Regions from separate parts of the Arachis hypogaea genome. Here region 1 is linked to region 2. Evidence: chromatin contacts called from public Hi-C data. All regions are on one chromosome and are shown on one strand. Each heading gives the region's core, a stretch centred on a gene start, on an enhancer-like site or on the middle of the called end of the contact. The rest is flanking DNA. Distances are from core to core; before and after follow the strand shown.

Region 1 (6,217 bases), core at 223-2,722, 62 kb after region 2:
TTAGCAATGCTTTTTATGATATATACATTTACCACTCATCATGATCTAAGACTTTGCACAAAAAGATTCTCATCTTTTATAGTGGCTCTGGTGGCTCCACTGCTCAAGGTGAAGTCATCACATCCCATGTGTTTGAAGGTCTCCCATTTGAGTTTCTTTGATAATGGGGGAAGTTTTTCTTTTAATTTAATTTTTTTTTTCCTCTTTGCTAATATTTTGAATGACGAGGAATATATGATGACGTTTTGAATGGTTTAGGTAAATTTAAATTCAAGTATAAGTTAAGATCATTGTACCAAATTTATTAGGAAAAATGCTAAAGTATCATTAGAATGTTTTTGGCTATCAGTTAGTTACTAATATTTAAAAATATAGAATAAAATAGGTTATTAGATTACTAGACTAAAAGAATTAAATTAATAACTAAATAATAGCCAAAAATAATAAATTCTAATAATCTGATAATTCTTAGTGTTTTTTATTTATTATAGAAGAAAAAGTTACAGTTAAATAACAAATAAACCTAAAAATAAGATTAAACTTGTGAATAACTATTTTGAATTAGTCTAATAATTATCTCACATGTTTATTTAAGTAAGAGTAAGAAGTTTAAACATATGGAAATCGATTTTCAATGCCTCCAAAAAATAGTGAACAATCAAGAATTCTATGTTGTCCATATTTCTTCCACAGATTAATTTGGAGACATATTTACAAAACTATTTTCTGCATCCCCTCTTTCACAAATTTAAAGACAAAGTTAGAGTGGTTAATTCAACCATAGCTAAGTTTGAGGGAAGGGGGTATAAGTGAGTATTGTTAGTTGTTACGGTTAAAGTTAGTTACAAAATGTTAGCATTATAGTTTGAGTTTGTTAGAGTCTGTTGTGCCAGCTATGATTAGTGTTTAGTTAAGCTAGTCAGAATTCACACCTCTTATATATTCATCACAATGTAATCAATGGTTAAGTGAGAATTCAATCTCAATTTCACATTCCATTCTGTTTTCTTGCAACACAAGTCTATTATGTTTTTTCCTCTTTTTTGTTCTTTTCTTCAAGACTCATTGACTTATGTTCGTTACTTGATGTTCTCGGGTTGTCATGAGGTGACGAGTAGGAAAGAAGGGGAGACTCCGAGTTGGCGTGGAGCGAGGGAAATCGCGTTCTGGTGACGTTGGAGGTGGGACGGAGTGGGGATGGCCACCTGCAACGACACTCCGACAATCAAGTCAGAATCCGTACTAAGGGGTGATAGGATTAGGTAAGGATGTGACGTACCTTGGGAGAGAGCTGTCCTCTCCCCTTATATACTATGTTGGGTGGGCTTATTAATGGTTAGGCCCACTGATAGAGAATGAGCTGTCACCTTCCACGTGAGCGAGTCGTCCGTACTTTGGTCGGGACGCCGGGTACCGACCATATGGGACTTCGACCCGAGCGATAGCATGCTTGGGGTGGTAAGTCGGTTGGACTTCAAGTCGGGTGCCAGGGACTGACCCGTGAAAATCCTTTGCTGGAGATTTTGGGTCTGGTGGGGCAGTGCCCCGACCCGACGACTTCTTGGGCTGGACTTTGGTAGTCCGTAACAACTTACATTCATGCTTCTGATTCTTGATCACATGAGAATTGCGTGCTATCAATAAAAAATGATATATGTATACTAAAAATTAGTTAAAAAATATGTTATTTAATATATTCTCATACCCATGCTAGAAACAAAAGTAATAAACACATTTACTGTCAACTCATGGGGTTATCCGAAGCCACATTTAGGTAAGCCATATGTTAGAAAGAGGGTACCCAAAAAGGCATGTGATTGGGTGAGTGCTTAGCCACATTGAGGAAGATAGAAACTGATGAGAGCCTTATTAGCTTGTGGGGCTATTATTTATATCTTGATACATATGGTGCCAAAAACAACAAAAGATGAAGAAAAATGGTGACTTGTTGCATGTTACCCCCTCGTGGAAATATGAATATCGTGATCGTCCTTTGTACGAAAAACAAGAACCATTGACAATTACCATTCAGTTTTGGCCTTGTGAGCCCAATTTATTGAGTCATTGCCCCCACTATCTCCATCCATGTATACGCATATATAGAAAACACACACAAACATATACTTATCCTTGCAATGCAATTCCAACCTTTAATATTAAACCTTAGCTTGAGGTTGACATCTAACGGTTCCCCTCGTGGGACTCTCATCTATTGCTTTTCTCCTTCTTAATACTACTAGATAGTTTCTTGCATTCAAACTTATTAATTATAAATATTCTTACAAAACTATATTTTTAAAAAAGTTTAAACTAACTAAAAAAGTTGTATAAATTATATCTCTAAAAAAGTTAAACTAATAATAAAGAAATTCAAGGTTTTATAATTTTTTTTAGACTTAATTTCTCAGTGTAAGACTCTTTTTAGATATTGATCTTATAAAACTCATAACATAATATCTTATGGAAAAGTATAGGTAACTAACAATATTGTTGAACAATATGAACGATAGAATTAAAAAAGTAAATTAATTCTAAATTTAATTAGTGGCATGACTAATTAATAGCTAATAATTTTTAAATTTTAAATTTAAAAAATCAGAGTTTTCACATTGATGAATTGAGGCTCTGCAACTAGCCTCTCATCTTATCTTCCTCTCGCTCCTCTCGCTGAACCCTCTTCTCTTTTTTACTCTCAACCCAGCATACCCTGAGACTACAATCCAGCCCCAACCCTCCATCCGACACCACCGCCATCACCACCGGCGACCACCGTTACCTACCCCTTCTCTCTTCCCTCTCTTCTCTTTTTCTTCCCTCTTTTTCCATTTCTCCTGAATCCCCTGTACGCTACCCCTGTTCTCTGTGCAAAACCCAACCCTGGCGAGAAACCCCGATGCAACCCCAGCAGCGGTGGAGCTTTGTGCCGCTGCAACCCCGTGTCTGCTACCCCTCTCTTTCTATTCTTCCCCTTTCACCAACGCAGTTCCATGCTTCCCCCTGCTCCTGTGTTCTTTCGTTTATTTATTTTAATTGCTTTTTAATTCTATTTTTATTGTTTAGATTAGGTTTAGATTAATGGATTGATACTTTCTGGATTGCAAAATATTTGATGACTAATTTTTCTGGGTTGATTGTTGCTTAAATTGAGTTCAAAATCCCTGTTTACATATTGTGCATATATACCATATGCTCGATGAAATGCCTGAGTGAAACTTGTTGTTTAATTCTTATGTTTGGCCGGCATTTGTCTTAGATTAGGCTTATGAGCTTATTGTGAAGGATTTCTTTGATTATGTCTTCCCTTTTGGTGTTGAACTTGGTATATGAATCGAATTTTAGAACTAGCTTGAAGGGTTTTTTGGAAGATTTGTTCTGGGACCTGTAAGGTCTTTCTTCTTCCTTCCTGGATGGTGGTCTCTCATTCCTCCGAGTTTTGCAAAACTCCTCTATTTCGATTTGTCCAGTTGCTTTGTCTCGGAACTCTTCCAACGTCTTTGGTTTTGCCACAGCGATAGCTTCCTGGAATTTTCCAGGTCGAAGGCCACTCTTTATAGCATTCAACTGTACCTCTGGGTTAAGGTCAGGGATTTCCATGGCCGCTGTTGTAAAACGTGTCATGTAGTCTTTTAGGCTTTCGTGCTGCCCTTGCTTAATTGTGCTGAGGTAGTCCGAGTCTCTCACATAGATTTTGAACGCTGCGAAATGATTGATGAACATCTTGGCAAACTCATCAAAGCTGGTTATGGATCCTGTAGGCAAATTAGAAAACCATAATAAGGCAGCTCCATCTAAAAAAGTTGGAAAAGATCGGCACAGGATGGAATCGGAGTCACTATTGAGGAATATTATAGACTTGAATTTTGTGACATGAACTTTAGGATCTCCGATCCCCTTATATGGTGTTAAAGTAATAGGGAGTGTAAAATTCTTAAGCATTTTGAAATTCATTATTTCTTCGGAAAACGGGTTGGTTCATCGTCTTCCAGTTTTGGAGGGTGTTTTCCCTGTCTTTGCATTGGACTCTGACTAATGCTCTTCGTGCTGATCGGTGTTTGTTTTTTTGTTGTCATCCTTCCGTTCTCCATTAATCTGCATTGTTGCTAACAGCTCGGCCATCCGCTGATTTTCCGCTAGGAGGGCGGCATTAGCGGCCATGAGGTCGGCATTGGTTTGAGGATGTTGCAGAGTCTCCAAGAGATCAGTCATGCTTCCCTTTCTACAAAGAAAAAAGGGGTACAAGGTAGATATGGATAGGTTATAAAAATCAAAATAACGGGATGGAGTAAAGTTAAACTCTTCATCCCCACGATGGGCGCCAAATGGTCCTGCCTAAGGCTCTGGCCGAGGTATAGGTCGGTGGCAACTTCTGAGATGCTTGCGCGGATGCTCTTGCCAAGAGTCGTGCCACCAGTGCAAGCCTCATCCAAGCAGTGAGGAGTACCTGCAAAAAGGACTCCGATGCTTAAGTTAGTTTATGCGCAGGAATAATATCTTAACAACGATTATCGTGAGTAGTAAATTTTGACTGTGTTTTGTCACTCAGACTTGATCTTTATTTAAGGAAGTAGTGTAACCGTTCTGTGAATCTGTATCCCAAGAATCCGGGCTTAGTGGTTTGTTGATTCCGAGATATGGTTCGCTGATTTTGTGCTTCACTTTGTGCAGTTGGTCAAACCAAGATATGACGTTAGGGTCCGAGCTTATAGGGACGGATCACTTAGGAAACCAAAAATCATTTTTGCTGTGGATGTGAAGCCTTTGGCAATTATTCCAATCCTTGAAACGAATGATGTAATTACAGATTTTCTGGATACTAAATTAAATTATGCTGGTTGTTCATTTTATTAGGTCTGTGGATGGTTATTTTTATTATTAAGTGTTTAGTTGTTTGGATTGGATTCAAGTAAATACATTAAATTATGTTGGATGTTCATTTTATTAGGTATGCGGATGGTTATTTTCATTGTTAAATGGATGTTTGTTTGTTAGTATTAGATTCAAGTAGATATAATTAAATTATGCTAGATATTTAGTTTAATAGGTATGTGAATGGTTATTTTCATTTTCAAGTGGATGTTTGGTTGTTTGTATTAATTAATTATTATGTACCTTATGTGAATACATAAAAATTAAAATTTTCTTATATCTTTAAGGAATTTAATTTTGATGCACTGATTGTGCAAAAGGTTTTACCTAATCGACCAATGTCATATGTTTTTTAGATGATTTTTCACGCCGTCGAAGTAAAATAGTAGTAACAATAACTAGATACATGCACAAAACTAATTTACAATGACAATGTATTAAGGGATGCCCTTCAATGGTATTTTTTATCTAAGCTGTTTTGATCGTTAATTCATTAATTTTGGCTTTAATTTAGGTGTTGGTGCAACAACTAGTGCTGGTGTATATGTACTTGTTGGAACCGTTGCTTGCGAGCATTCTGGTCTGTCGGCGATTTCTTTCTTGGTAGCTGGATTTGCAGCTGCTCTTTCAGCTTTTTGCTATGCAAAGCTTTTTGCGAGTCGCCGCTAATGAGTTTGGAAAACTTTAAATTAATATTTGTGATGACTAAACATTATTAATTATATTAATTACAAAATTATTAATTCAGTTTTTATTTAACATATGTTAATTAATAATTTTGTGATGCAGGTTTTCTTATTGGGCCGAACAGGAAAAGAATTATTGCCAACCCAATATGCTTAAAACCATTCAGCCTTGTTTAATGATTCCTATATTATGTGGCTGAAGCAATTTGTGATTATTTGGGCCATAATTCAAAAAAATCATCATAAGCCCAAATTGAAGCTAACATTCAGCATTGATACAAAAATCTTTTTGATCTACATTGCTGAATTAATGGTAACATTACTTGGGCCAAAATTAAACTATTATTGCTACAAGCCCAAATTAATAATTGTTGCTACATGAACCAATGCTTGATCCGAAACCTATTAAGAAAGGAAGCAAAATTGCTTCATACCTCCAACGGATCCCAATCCTTCTCTTGGGATGGATTTCAAAATTTAATTTGCTAGCATTGGAAACATGAGAGAGAATGTCATTGATATGATTGATGGCATTAAGGCTACACGCTACTCAGGGAAGGAAAAGCAACTTCTATTCAATTAATTTGTTTAATTCATTTAATTGCTTCTCTTTCAATTGTTTCTTCTCTCTCATTCATTCTTTCCTCTTTTTCAGACATTACCCA
Region 2 (5,771 bases), core at 1,051-3,550:
TTGAGCCTTCACAAATATGAACCGAATTTTTAATTATGAAAGCGAAAAGTCTTTACTTTAAAATTACAGAGTCACATATCATATTCACGTAATAATAAATACATAGACTTATCCAAAACTTCTTAATATACAAGTTCTGCACCTCTAAATTCTCAAAATGACAAATGACAAGGGGCAAAATAAAATCTAAGACTAAATCATATACAGAAAATAAAAACATATATATACGTAAAGTTCTGTAGTTCAAATCGCGCCTTCATGCCAAAACTTCCTGAACCTGTCACTGAAAAAGAATTTCTATAGGGAGTGAAAATATTTTCCTCAAAAAGGTTTTCAGTAGAGGGTTTAAGAATTGTTATAAGAAGATACGCTTAAAGAGAAGATTTGATTTCAAGGCAGTGATTATCGTTCGTTCTATGAATATTTTAAAAATCAACAACTAATCATCCAAAACTTTTTCAAAGAAACAATGTTTAATTTTTCAAAAAATTCAAAATCTTTCTTTCCTTGTAAGAAAATCTTAATCAGCTTCCTAGATTGTATGAATGACCAACCTATTCCAAACATAGGTTTATTAAGTCTATGCTGAACCAGCTTGATTTTTCATACTTTACTAATAACTCAATTAAAAACCAATCACAGCCTTCAGACCATCATATAATCAATGAACACAATCATTATCTCATCACCAATAATCTCAAAAGTACCACATCAGAACAAACACAGGCAAAATAGATAAGAAAATTATAGGTATAGATAGCAGTTACAGTAAATAACTTAAATAGCAGTTAATAACAATTTAACAATTAGGCAAAACAAAAAAAATTCAAACTCAAGCAAAGCATACAAATGCATATGATGCATGTCTGTCCTATGGCTAATGAGCTCATCTGTCGATTATACAGCCAACCCGACATGTCCTGGTAACTAACTATTGCACAGTCCCTCTGTACGCGCATCCCCAAGCTCAAAAATAATATCTATGGAATCAAACTCCAAGCTCAAATATAATATTTCATGAAGTCAAACTCCAAGTTCAACAATTTAATATTCCATGGAGTCAAACTCCAAGCTCAATAATATTCCATGAAGTCAAACACCAAACTCAATAATATTCCATGGAGTCAAACTACAAGCTCAATAATTTAATATTCTATGGAAAAATCCCAAGCTCAATTCATATATATATATATATATATGCATGTCCATGGGAGAATTCGAGGAGTTAAAGTCAATATCATTTAATTTATTTAAAAATCATACTTTAAAATCAATCCTCATCATCCTTCATTCAAATTCAATCATCATCATTCCTCCCATTGCATCCATCAATAATTTCAAACTCAAAACATAATCATTTTCTTAATAACTCAAAATCAAGCCTTATAACCCTTAAATCCAAGTATTTTTAAATAACCATCCAAACAAAATTTTCAGTTTTTATAAAAATTTCGGCAACATCCCCTTTAAACCTCGGACTCTACCACCCTTTTCAGGTCCCATCCAAACATTTCTTAAACTCTTTTAAATCATTTTCAAAATCAAACCAATTTCAATATCTCAAATTATTTTCAATTTCTCAAAAATCATCCCCGATAAATCAATAATCCAAATCCAATGTCTCAAATTCTTTTCAATAAATTAAACTCATTTCCAATATCAAAACATTTCCAAATCTCAAGAAAATCAAGGACAACCACCAATTTAACAAAATTCAATCAATAACCCAAATTATTCAATATCCTCAAAAAATTAATAATTCAACCATGCAAATAATTACAATGGTCCAAAACAACTCAAACCAATCCATAAGACTTACGAAATTACAAAAATATATATTTCGTAATGATATCGATTTATAACAATTTTCGGAAATAAAATGAGTTTAAGGAAAGTGCCCCTACCTCAAATAGTCGAAACCCAAAATCTATATAGCGTGTCAAAACCCCTTTTTCTTTGACCACAACAGTGGTAGCCACAATCACAGCTTCAAACTACTTTCACAGCAACCACAACAACTCTAGTCGCAACATATATTAACTGAAATTCAATCTTACAGCAATTAACGCCGCAAAACCTCAGCGTAAGATAATAGAATAGTGACTAAAGGACTTTTTAAAACGAAAACGCTTACTGCAACAAAGGAAGAATGACTAAATCAAGTAGCGACACGTCCGGTGGTGGTTTCGGCAACACCCGCGCCATTCCTGGTGACCAGAACAGTGGCAGCGGCAGCAGAAGAAACTCCGGCAGTGACGGCGACCACCACGACGGCGTTCATGGCACGATAGTGGCAGAAGATGACTCCCTTCCCGTCGCGTTCTGACCCTTCTTCCATAGCTCAGTTCGGCGACAGAGCAGATCCACGGCGCGATGATGGCACAGTGGCGATGGGTCGACTCAAGGGAGGCGCAGGCAATGTGAGTTCACAGCAGCAACTTCCCCGACTGCTAACTCTCCAGCATGACGACAACAATGCGAGAGGCTTCCCCCCCTCTCTCTCTCTCTCTCCTCGTGTTCGTCTCTCTCTCCCTTCTCCATCGTTGGTGACGATGGCGGCGACTGGCGGCGAGGCGTGGCGGTGAGGCGTGGCGGCGACAACTCTTCCCTCCAGCTCGACGACAACGCGACGGCGCCCAGGACCTACTGGCGACGCGCCTCCCTCTCTCGGATCTCTTCTCCGTGTATATGAGTGTATCTGTTTTGTGTGTGAGTGGGTGAAACGCAGAGAGAGTGAGGAAGGGGTTCGGGGCTGCGCAGCGTGAAGAGAAAAAGGGAAGGGGTGAATGGCAGCTGTGGAGGCATGGCGGTGGGGACAAGGAGGTTAGGATTAGGGTTTTGTTTGTAATTTAAAGTTAGGGTTAATGGGTTTTAATTTGGGAATTTAGGGTTAATAGATTAGGGTAACTTTAATAAAATTAGGGTATAATGTATAAATTTAAAATATAATTTAATTTAAAATTATTTTAAAAATATTACTTAACTATCAATTTGTTAATTGGCTTTTAATCAAGTATTTTAATATAAAATTGAAGATAATATAATTAATTTTCCTTGCTTATTAAAATTAAAGTATTAAATTCTAAAATCTCAATTATTAAACTAAATCATATAAAATTCTTATTCTTTTACCACGGCTAAGTTTTATAATTTAAATATAAAAAATTATTCAATAATTATAACAATAAGTAAAATTTTTAATTTAATTATCAAAACTTGATTTAAATACTTTTAATAAAATAATTTCAAAAAAATGAAGTCTTTAATGAATAAATAAATTGAAATTAACTCTTAATAGAATTTTTCGAAAATTCTAGATTTTACATCCTACCCATCTTATAAAAATTTTCGTTCTCGAAAATTTAAAGTAATACATAAGATATTACATAAATTTCAAATATCGGACAATCCATAAGATTTAGATATAAGAAAAGAGTATAGGATAAAGTAGAAGTTATAAGATCGGCTCAAAATAAAGAGGTTATATGATGTTAATACTTTTACTAAAACTTGAATAAACACAATAAGGTGCAAATTTTTAAGATAGGTGTTTGCAAAAATAATGTGTCAACAGGCTAACGCTCTTATTCCCTTAACTAATCAATCACTAGGTGCTTTCTAGCTTGCTTATCACTCCGTTTTAAGTTCACTCAAATATCCTACATCATTCCCGACATTTTATCTTATATGAAAAAGCTCATCAACCTCCATTCCTTTCAAATTCTCATCTTTATTCATGCTCAACCATTAACTTTGACTTTCAGCTAACTCACTCAAGGTTTTATACTCACTTGTCGTCAAGCAACGATCTAACCATTCGATCTAATTATTTCAAAAACTTTAATAATATGACACGCACTCAAACACATCAATGTAATATCACTATTTCACATAGCTCCGGTCACTTAGGTAGCTTACTGCGAATCAACATCTTGTATGCATCGAGCTATTGAAAACTTGAATTAGATTATGCAAGATTTGTGAAATGAAAATTAATTAGACTAAGGATATAATATTTCCTCATAAACCTTAAAAGATACTTTAGGTACATAATTATACCGTCGAATTTTTTTTTGGTAAATCTGACAGTAATATATTATTAATTAATAATTAAATTAATAACTACTGGCAGATTTAACCAACGGTAAATTCAACCATAAACTTAAATTTTGAATTTTTTAAAAATTTGTTTAAAGATTAATATATAATTTTAAATATTTAAATTCAATAATTTTTTAACTAATAAATTAGAAAATACAATACTAATTAACTTAAAAAATAATTAACTCATATAATAATAAACTTAAAAAATTAACAATAATAAATAATAAGTCAATAATTAACTCAAAAAATAAACAAGTTCAGATTATCTCAGACAATTAATAAGAATTACCTAATTAACTTAGAAAACAATTAACTCAGATAATAATAAATTTAGAAAATTAACAACAATAAATAATAAGTCAATAATTAACTCAGAAAATAAACAAGTTAAGATTAACTCAAACAATTAACAATAATAAACTAATTAACTCAGATACTAATAAACTTAAAAAATTGACAACAAAAAATAGTAAGTCAATAACTAACTCAGAAAATACATAAGTTAAGATTAATCCAGACAATTAACGACAATCAATTAATTAACTTAGAAAATAATTAACTCAGATAATAATAAACTTAGAAATTAACAACAATAAATAATCAGCCAATAATTAATTCAAAAAATAAACAAGTTAAAATTAACTCAGACAATTAACAACAATCAACAAATTAACTCAGAAAATAATTAACTCAGATAATAATAAACTTAGAAAATTAACAACAATAAATAATAAGTCAATAATTAACTAAAAAAATAAACAAGTTAAGATTAACTCAGACAATTAATAACAATCAACTAATTAACTTAGAAAATAATTAACTCAGATAATAATAAACTTAGAAAATTAACAACAATAAACATTAAGTCAATAATTAACTAAAAAATAAACAAGTAAAAATTAACTTAGACAATTAAAAACAATCAACAAATTAACTTAAAAAACTTAACTCAAATAACACTAGAATAGAAATTAGAATAATGCAGTTGGAGATTTTACACTTGCATAACAATACACAAAAATAAAAGCAATTAAGAAAATTCAGAATAGTAAACACAGAATCATCAAAACAAAATTCAAAATCAAAATTATAAACAAAATTTTAAACATAGAATCATCAAAACATAATTTAAAAAATCCTAAACGAAAATAGAATTAAAAGATCCTAAATCTAAACTAATATATGAACTAAATCTGAAAAATAGTTAAATCTCTAATACAAGCATCCTAATTGCAAATTTTTTAATACATAGCAGATTAAAATTAAATAAATTATGGTTTAAAGTTTAACTACCCAAAACTAATTAGTGAGTTACCTGGAGACAGTGCGGAGCATAGGACTTTTCTAGCGTGGTGGCAGCACAGAAGACAAAGTGGCAGCAGCAGTGACTAAACAGCAGGACTGCATTAGAATTTTTTAAATAAATAAAAAAAGTAGGAACAAGGAGAAGGGGACAACATACCTAGAGGGAGGAAAAAGCCAACTCTAGCAATACAGGAAGCAACGTCAACAACGATGGCAACAGTGGCGGCGGCAGCAGTGGTGGGAACAACGCAAACAGCGGCAATAGAGTGACCAACGCGACACAAAGAGTCTACGCAGTCCTTGAACGCTGTTGGTGGTGGTCGACGTTGGAGGAGGGGATGCTGGAGGTGGTTTGTGGGGGG

What was found. A called contact is a pair of places that touch in the nucleus more often than the background predicts.
Region 1: a contact with region 2 is called in a Hi-C map of leaf, with 3 times the contacts expected there. The contact joins the enhancer-like site here to the promoter of LOC140183263 in region 2. A contact is called at or near these places in 3 of 8 Hi-C or Micro-C datasets (all in leaf).

What each region holds. Positions count from the first base shown.
Region 1 is chr20:137,160,204-137,166,420 of arahy.Tifrunner.gnm2.J5K5, forward strand. No RefSeq gene overlaps it. Among protein-coding and RNA genes, the nearest start is that of LOC112784540, 21 kb to the right of the region's middle. Within about 2 kb of position 1,473, at least 1 of the 3 cell types and tissues checked has open chromatin away from gene starts, as enhancers often do.
Region 2 is chr20:137,096,884-137,102,654 of arahy.Tifrunner.gnm2.J5K5, forward strand. It overlaps LOC140183263, which reads left to right and starts at 2,301. Exons shown (of 3, transcript XM_072231295.1): 1 at 2,301-2,415; 2 at 2,729-2,823. The coding sequence starts at 2,301.